Regions from separate parts of the Zea mays genome. Here all the other regions are linked to region 2. A link is a contact called in public Hi-C data. All regions are on one chromosome and are shown on one strand. Each heading gives the region's core, a stretch centred on a gene start, on an enhancer-like site or on the middle of the called end of the contact. The rest is flanking DNA. Distances are from core to core; before and after follow the strand shown. Region 1 holds the start of LOC107275229 (FAD/NAD(P)-binding oxidoreductase family protein). Region 2 holds the start of LOC100502339 (putative O-Glycosyl hydrolase superfamily protein). Region 3 holds the start of LOC100502378.

The links. Hi-C and Micro-C count contacts between places; a contact is called where the count stands out from the background.
Region 1: a contact with region 2 is called in a Hi-C map of tassel, with 4 times the contacts expected there. The contact joins the promoter of LOC107275229 here to the promoter of LOC100502339 in region 2. A contact is called at or near these places in 2 of 25 Hi-C or Micro-C datasets (root tip and tassel).
Region 3: a contact with region 2 is called in a Hi-C map of tassel, with 2.2 times the contacts expected there. The contact joins the promoter of LOC100502378 here to the promoter of LOC100502339 in region 2. A contact is called at or near these places in 4 of 25 Hi-C or Micro-C datasets (ear, leaf and tassel).

What each region holds. Positions count from the first base shown.
Region 1 is chr4:202,580,147-202,582,964 of Zm-B73-REFERENCE-NAM-5.0, reverse strand. It overlaps LOC107275229 (FAD/NAD(P)-binding oxidoreductase family protein), which reads right to left and starts at 1,257. Exons shown (of 2, transcript NM_001320476.1): 1 at 927-1,257; 2 at 1-737. The coding sequence starts at 1,033. It overlaps LOC100285473, which reads right to left and starts at 2,396. Exons shown (of 1, transcript NM_001158366.2): 1 at 1,451-2,396. The coding sequence starts at 2,317. The coding sequence ends at 1,694.
Region 2 is chr4:202,959,737-202,962,576 of Zm-B73-REFERENCE-NAM-5.0, reverse strand. LOC100502339 (putative O-Glycosyl hydrolase superfamily protein) reads right to left here and starts at 1,354. Exons shown (of 3, transcript NM_001320706.1): 1 at 661-1,354. The coding sequence starts at 1,071.
Region 3 is chr4:202,657,772-202,660,600 of Zm-B73-REFERENCE-NAM-5.0, reverse strand. LOC100502378 reads left to right here and starts at 1,490. Exons shown (of 10, transcript NM_001323921.1): 1 at 1,490-1,669; 2 at 2,500-2,599. The coding sequence starts at 2,500.

The DNA of each region.
Region 1 (2,818 bases), core at 8-2,507, 380 kb after region 2:
GCTGCGCCAGGTTGCCCTGCTTGGCCTCCGGCACGTCCGTGATGTCGCCGACGGCGAACACGTTCCGCAGCCCGCCGACGCGCAGGTGGTCGTCCACCCGGAGGTGGCCCTCCTCGTCCACGTGCTCCCCGAGGATCGTCCCGCCGAGCCAGCCGGACGCCACGGGCCGGCCCGTGCACACGAAGTGGCAGTCGGCCTCCAGCGTCTCCCCCGCCGACGTGGTGAACGTCCGGGTGTCCGGGGTGGCCGACGCCAGGTCCACCGTCTGGTCCAGCAGCACGGTGACGTTCTTGGACCGCAGCCACTCGAGCGCCTTGGCCGACGCCCGGGCGCCCATGACCTTGAGCAGCCGCGGCGCGCCGTGGACGATGGTGACGCGCTTCTCGGGGCTCTTCATCACGATCTCCGCCGCCAGCTCCACGCCGATGGGCCCGCCGCCGACGATCAGCACCGACTCCGCCGCGTCGATCCGGTCCTTGTCGCGCTGGAACATCTCCAGCCGGTCCGACCGCTTCTGCGGCCGGTTGCACGTGCGCCCCGTCGCGACCACGAGGAAGTCGTACGCCACGGCGCGGCCGATGGAGGTGAGCACCACGGAGTCGTCCAGGCCGACGGCGGAGGCGGTGACCACCTTGGCGTGCGTCAGGTAGTCGGAGTGCGCGATCACCGTGCGCTCCACCGCCGCCGGGTCCACCTTGGCGCGCAGGTTGGCCCACGGGATCTCGAAGTACTCCTTCCTGCATGCACGGAAGGATCCAATAATCCATGGGTCGCACGTCGCCGGCCATGCATGCATGCATACATATCAAGGGGAAGCTAGCATGCATGGATCATCCGATCCGATCCACGCGCGCTACGCTAGCTGGGAGGGAAATATGAAATGTGCAGGAGGGCAGCTCCAAACGGCGCGCGCGGCGGAAGCTCACGGGTCGATGAGGACGACGTCGGCGTGGTTCTGGAGCGTCTTGGCGAGGAGGGCGCCGGCGATGCCGCCGCCCACGACGACGACGCGGTCGCCGGTGGACCGCAGCATGGTGCACCGCCGGATGGGGTCCTAGCTAGCTAGTTCGTCGCGCCGAAGAAGAAGGCGCCTGCTGCAAGTTGCATGCGACGGACGAACAACTCGATCGATCGAGATGGATCGACGCTCCGTCGTCTTCTGCGTCGAAATTCGTATTTATGGATGGAGGAGATTAATTTGGCGGGAGCTCGTGAGTTTGCTTCGTTTCGGAGGGGAGCTAGGGGGTTCCCCTTCTGGTGCTCATTTGTTAGGAGAAGGGCCCACATGTCAATGTGCTAATCGGCCAGAAAATGCTAAATCGAGCTGCTTGCCAAAAATAGGTGTCAATTCACCGCAGGTGTGAGACAAACAAGGAAAAGAAGAAGATTGTAAGTTGCAACAGCTTCCTCACAGGCACACTGAGCAACGTCGAAGCCAAAGGCAGAACGAACACAATAAACCATCATCAGAATCCACTTTACAAAATCATTAAGGTACAATGGACAAAATGTAAACACAACTACGTACTGTCTGCATGGACAATCATCTGGCATCGGAAAGGTCGACAGATCATCATCGAATCGGATGCCAAAACGAAGAGAGTACGTAATGCATGTCCTAGTCTTTACGCCGGCCGGTCTGGACAGCCGACTGATGGATGGCAGTCGTAACTAGTAACCAACAGAGCGCGCGTCACTTGAAGAGGGCGACGGCGGGCAGGAACGCGGCGAGGACGAGCGCCGCGCAAGCGCTGCTGGACGCGCCGCCGCGGGCCCTGGCGCCGCCGGAGAGGTACAGGTAGTAGTACGGGTTTGACGACGACGGCGGGGACGAGAAGTGCGAGGACGAGCCACTGCCACCGTCGCCGCCGCTCTTCGGCGGCGGCGGCGACGGCGGCGAGGAGGAGGAGGGTGGCGACGGCGGAGGCTCCGTCGACGACGATGAGGACGAAGGCGGGGTCGTGCACGGGGACTCCGGCGGGCTCGTGAGAGGCGTCACCGGAGGCAGCAGGTCGTACACGTCCCCCGTTGGCGGCGGCGGCAGCACCAGTTGCAGGTACGGCGGCGGGGGCGCGGACAGCGGCAGCAGCGCAAGGGCCGGCGGCGGCGGCGCTGTCATCGGCAGGATCGTCGGCGGCGACGCCGTGCAGATCGTCGGGCACGTCCCGCACTTGCTCACGCACAGCTGGTTCGTGTCCGGGGCCCCCACCGCCGGCTCGCCCTCATCAGCGGCGACGACCGGGAATGGGGATCGCGAGCACGCCAGCAGCAGCGACACTGCTGCCACCAACGACACGGCCGCCCTTCTTCCCTCCATTGCCGCCGTGTAGCGGCCTCAATCGACAGAGAACAGGCTTGCTTGCGTAGCTGCGTTGCGTGTGCTCGCTTTCACAGGTGAGATTCCCGCGGAACTCTGGGTTTGTTTACGTAATATAGAGAGCCTGGGCCCTGGACCTGGAGGCCCAGCGCGGCAAAGAAATGTGCCAAACTTGAGGCGCAAGCTCCAACGGAATATGTGGGCTGCTGAGTGAGATGAGAAATGCTGGCTGTAAAGGTAGATGCTCTTGAAATGGGCACTAAGGAATTGCCGGTTCCTCTTACGCCACAGGATTAATCCCAACAAATCTGCAGCTTGTGAATCCTTCATGTGCACCAGCCTTTGGGTGAAAAGGTAAGGCCACGGAAAGTATTATTTAAGGAAATACGTCGAAAGATTACCTGTGAATGATGAGCAAGCAAAACGCTGGATGATTGGATTGGATCAAACAAATCAACAACTGTCCCTGCATACAGGGCGGCGCCTTATCGACATGATTAC
Region 2 (2,840 bases), core at 105-2,604:
GATATATATTATAGATATATACTATAGTATATAGATAACATGGATGTTGCTACATAGAGGATTTATTATCTACACTATTGTGGCTTACCTACGCTTCTGAAGCTCAGCACCGATGTTGTGCAATTATATACGCTCTCTTTGTACCAAAAATAAAATTCGTTTTAGGCAAATAGTGAATTCATCAAAAACTTGATATATATGTTTTATAGATTAATCATTAATCATTTGAATATAGATATAAAAACAAAAGCTAAGATGACTATTTTTTTAATACGGAGGGAGTATAATTTTTAAGCGCACCCTAGCTTGGTTGTCCCTTCGGACAGTTCCCAAGCAAATCACGGATGATACCAGCGAAAAGGCTGCAAGAGAGCGGCGGCAGCGCGTGCATGCATGCATGGCATCGATTGTGGAAGCATGGGCCGGCCGGCGCTCCCAACCAACCGCCCGTGTGCCAGCCAAACCAATCCACATCGCGTAACGATCAGTGTGGCAGGCACGCCCGCCGGCCCGGGCCGCGCTTGCGAAACATGATCGCTCATGTGCCAGCGTGCGTACATGCCCATGCCTGTCGGTTAGCGGTACGCCGGTACGCTGTTCCAGGCAAAGGAAATCGAAAAACAATGCTCACCCGTCGCGTTACTAGGTAAGGTACCGTACCTGACCGATGCGGAGCCAGAGGTCGTCGTCGAAGGCGGCGGCCGTGAGCAACACCTGCGGGAAGCTGGTGGCGGCGCGGACGGCGGCGTCGAAGTGGAGCCCCTTGCCCGAGGTGGCCAGACCATGCAGCGCCTCGTTCCACCACTTGTACCCGGGGACGCCAAGCCGCGGGACCCCCGGCGCCTGGTCGCCCAGCTGCGCGATCTTCTCCGCGGCCGTCAGCCGGGACACCAGGTCCGCCGCGCGCTGCGCCGGGGCCAGCGTCACGTCGCAGAACGCGAGGCCCTCCGACGCCTCCGCGGACGACGGGCCGCACGAGAACGGCGGGTCCCCGGCCACGGCCAGTACTGGCGCCGCGCCGTGCAGCGCCGCCAGCGTCACTAGTAGTAGTGCTAGCGTCGCTGCCGCCATGCTATAGCCTATTATAGCTGCGGCCGGCGTTGATGTTGACGAAGGCGGGTGCGAGAGCGACGTAGTAGCGGGAGTTTATTCAATGAGCGCGCTCCTGTTGCCCGCCTCAAATAGGCAGCCGCCGCGAATCGGAGCTCGCCGCGTGTCTGCTCACAGGTGTTGCGTGTGGTGCACTGTACAGCTGCTAGCTAAGCCTGCTATAGTAGTAGACTAGTAGCCATCATCAAGAGGAATCGCAGCGCATGCTTGTCAAGGGGATGCTTCTCTTGCCCTTTCGGCCGAGAGCATTTCAATGGATCTATGCGTGCGGGGTGATGTTGCCGGTCCATGGAGATATGCGTTTCGTGGTGCTGGGCAATTAGGCTACCTAATTAATTAGTGCTTCAGAGTGGACATCAGGCCAATGCGCGTCGCTTTATTTGAAAAAAAAAACGCAACGTTGTCTCACTGTGCGTAGTTCGTGTGATTATTGGGATTGCTTGATATAAGCGAATAGGAATCTGTTAACAGAATAGCTGGGTAGGGGTAGAGAAGTAGAAGAACAGGCTAGAAACTGGATACGAGGAGGAGCCCGGCAGCAGCGGCAGCCAGGCGGCGGTGTTACTTGAGACAGAAGAATTCAGTTATTACAATGTTCATGTCCTCTCTCTCATTCTCACAGCGTTACATACCCAAGCTATGCAGCTACAGCCTACGACACCCACTCTGGACCCTTCAGGCGAACATTCTCAGCTCGAGCCCTTTTACTGTGCCTTGGCCCATGTGTTGTTTCATGTCTTGGCCCATCTTCCACCATCTCTTTACTGACATTCCCCCCATGTAGAAATCCTGCTTGTCCCCAAGCAGGGGCTTGAGGAAACCGCTGCTGGAGATGTGTAACATCCTCCCATGTGGCCAATGACGGGGACAGGCCGGACCATTGCACCAACACTTGATAAGAGCCCTCAGCGCCGAGGCGACGCCTGAGAATCTTAACCGGCACCTGCAACTCATCAAAACGATCAGGCAATTCAGCAGTAGTTTCAGACGGTGCCAGCGCTCGCTTGAGTTGGGATACATGAAGCACTGGATGAATAGAAGATGAAGGCGGTAACTGGAGCTTATATGCGACAGAACCGACGCGAGACAGGATCGGAAATGGACCAAAATATTTGAACGCTAGTTTCTGATTAGATCGGGGGGCCAACGAAGATTGAACATATGGCTGTAACTTGATATAAACCAAATCCCCCACAGCGAAGACCCGATCCGAACGTTTTTTGTCAGCATGAAACTTCATGCGCTGTTGCGCCCTAACCAAATGCTGCTGAATGAGTTTCTGCATCACCACTTTGTCCTCTAACCAATCAGCCAGTGAGGGAGTAGAACAAGTGTCCAGAGAATCCAATCCAAAATGGCGAGGGGAATAACCATAGAGAACCTGAAATGGAGTGTGACCCAATGCCGAATGCCAGCTTGAGTTATACCAAAACTCTGCCAGATAAATCCAATCCATCCATTTTGTGGGGCACGCATGCACAAAGCATCGAAGGAAGGTTTCCAGGCACTGGTTCACCCTCTCAGTCTGGCCATCAGACTGGGGGTGGTAGGCTGAGCTCATCTGTAGAGACACACCAGCCATGGTAAACAAGGACCTCCACAAGTTACTGGTAAAGATCTTATCACGATCTGAAATAATGACTGAAGGCATGCCATGTAAACGATAGACCTGCTGCATAAACACTTTGGCCACTGTGTGGGCAGTATACGGATGTTTCAGGGGAATGAAA
Region 3 (2,829 bases), core at 241-2,740, 300 kb after region 2:
GACCAACAAGTGAGTCGAGGACAAGCTGAACGGACTCTGCTTCCTCACTGCCACCGTAAGCGGTCTTTGCAACATGGCGCTTGGTCATGATGCGATGGCCAGGACATCGACGATGGCACTGCTTTTGAGGTATCTCATTCTGCCGATGATCTCGCCGCTGAGGTAGAAGAGCTCACGGCTGCATTGGCTAGTTAGGATAAGTTGCTTAGTATTGTTGCTCGTGAGAGTAAAGATTTTAAATTCAAGTATGAGAGCACACTTAGAGAGATTGAGTCTGCTAGAGCTTTAGTTGTGGTGTCTGACAAGATAGAATGCGATGAGTGCGCTCTACACATGTCGAACATCACAACTTTGCAGACCAAGCACGCCACCTTGCTAGATCAACGCGACGAGTTGACATCTAGGTCTAGCTTGTTAGGTGTGTGTATTGTTTGTCCTAGCTTGCAGACTGAGCTAGCAGAAAGAGACGCTAGGATAGCCTTGTTGGAGAAGACTAGCTCAGTGAGTGTCCATGTACTTGCGCAATGTGTGCACTTTATGAGGGTCTACAATTTGCTCTTGAGTCCTGTAGACACAACAAGACCCATATCGTCTAAATCTTTTGGTTTGTTTATGGATCCCAAGTTCTATGTTATTTTATTCATAATGTAAGTAGGTTTCTAATATTTATTGTACCGTGTCTATAGGGAACATGTATGCCTATATCGTGGCATCTGCTTTCCATGTAGTGGCCATCCATAGTAGAAAGTTGTAAGAATCTGTATGACCGTGATCGTGTATGATTGCATCAATACTGACAAAAATATGGTTGTATCTTATAATTTGGCATATTGTGCATAAAACAAGTGCATTATATGAACATCGTGATTTATGTATTTCAAACAAAATTTTATGACACTTCTTATTGTGTTTTACGCTTGCACTAAAAACACGGTGTGTTTTACGCAACTTATGACACTTTTTGATGTGTTTTACGACAACCTCGTACAAAGTGAGATACACGACAACTACCACGATTCGTGCGCTTCTTTAACGCGCAATCAGTAGATCCCTTGCCCGCTATAACGTCAACACTAGTTTATGTTAAGTTATATATAGTTTAATGGTTCTTTTGTACCAGTTTTATGGCAAAATGGATATTACACACATCGATATTACACAATATGATCTGAATACTCTATAGACCGATACAGTTGTTGAATAGTTCGAACTTGGATATATACAAATCACTACCATTTGTATTCCACCTGGACAAATATACTCGAACTTCACCCCTGCACATTGCCATTCCTACCTGTTGCCACATCTATGGAGTGTTTGGTTTAAGGAATGATATAGTCCATCATTTTCTCACTCCTCATTTTTTTGTTTGGTCTGTGGAATAGAGTGAGTTAATCCATCAGCACCTCATTTCTTATAGTTAGTTGTTTAATACTAATATGTGGAATGAAGTCATCCCACCAAATTTGAAGAATGGACCATGATGCACCAGAACGAAACACCCTCACTAGTGGTTCGGCCTTTCCATCTGCCGTTCGCCCAGCGTGTTCTCCCTCTAGTGCGGCAACTGGGCGACCGCCGCCGCCGCTCTACTCCGGGTGCCCAGGCGTTCGTCCGTACCTTCTCAGGCCTTCATCGCGTCCTTCGCCGGCGACGATCACCGACAAGGGTATCGCACCGTTTCCCTTCCGTTTCTGCAGGCACCCGAACCCTAACATAAGCTATTTGGCTACATTTATTCCGATCTGATCTAGCTACAATAAACCAATATACGCCCTTTAATGCCCCCACCCCTCAGGGTGTACGCAACGTACTCAGTAACATCTTTAGTTGGATATTTCAATGGTGGTGACTCGGTTGATGTTTTGCAATAACTTGGTGCTAAGCTTACTTTGCACTGGAGTGCTTGATTGTTAATTAGTAGAATTTAGAAAACGCTGGTGATTTTGCTGTTTTCTTCTCTACACATCCCTTGCTTTTGTTACTTTTTGTCATTTCTCTAGTCATGTCAACAAAGGATTCGGTAAACTTGAAATTGAAGTTGGTAACAAGAACTGATGTCAAGGATTGTCACCCTGATGACTGGCGTGGGCCTTTTGGTGACATGGTTCTGGATTTTCTAATGTTGAAAATATACTTCCTACCTAAGTAACTTGAATTCGCTACAGTGTGGGAGCTTTGGTTTACAGAAAATTATGCTTTAGCTCCTTGTGAGGATTTTGATGTCATATTATTGGTCAACCTCAGCCTTATCCATGAATGATTTATGATACAATATTATGGCAATGTTTCCATCGTGTTTTCAATTCTATGGTGATGGTAAATGGAAAGGTGGGAGCATGTTGTTCATCAATAACCAACTGAAGATCCCCTTTGTTGTTTTTGGTTATAATGCATATAGTTTACTACTTTGCTTCCTCTTTTGAACGGTAGTCTGTAAGCATATGTGTGCGATTCAATGTAATCATCTTTTGTATGACACCCTTTTTGTAAGTACAGATGGAAAGAACAATTAATTCCTTGATGTACAAAGGATCTATTCCTGATGCAATTAATCAATCAAGAAGGGAGAAGAAGCTCTTTGTAGTCTACATATCAGGTGATTTGTCCTCACTTCCCAGCTATGCTTTGCACCTCTTGAAGGATATCTATGCCAATTCTCTAGTTCGATATCCTAATTATGAATGACAATATTCATGCCAATATTGCACTAGTCGAATAGGAAGATAGATTGCCAACTTTATTCTTTCTTTTATCTTACTGGGATGAATTATTTGAAAGCTGTGTAATCTTTTTGTTCAAATCTGATCTTGTTTTCATCTAGTACAT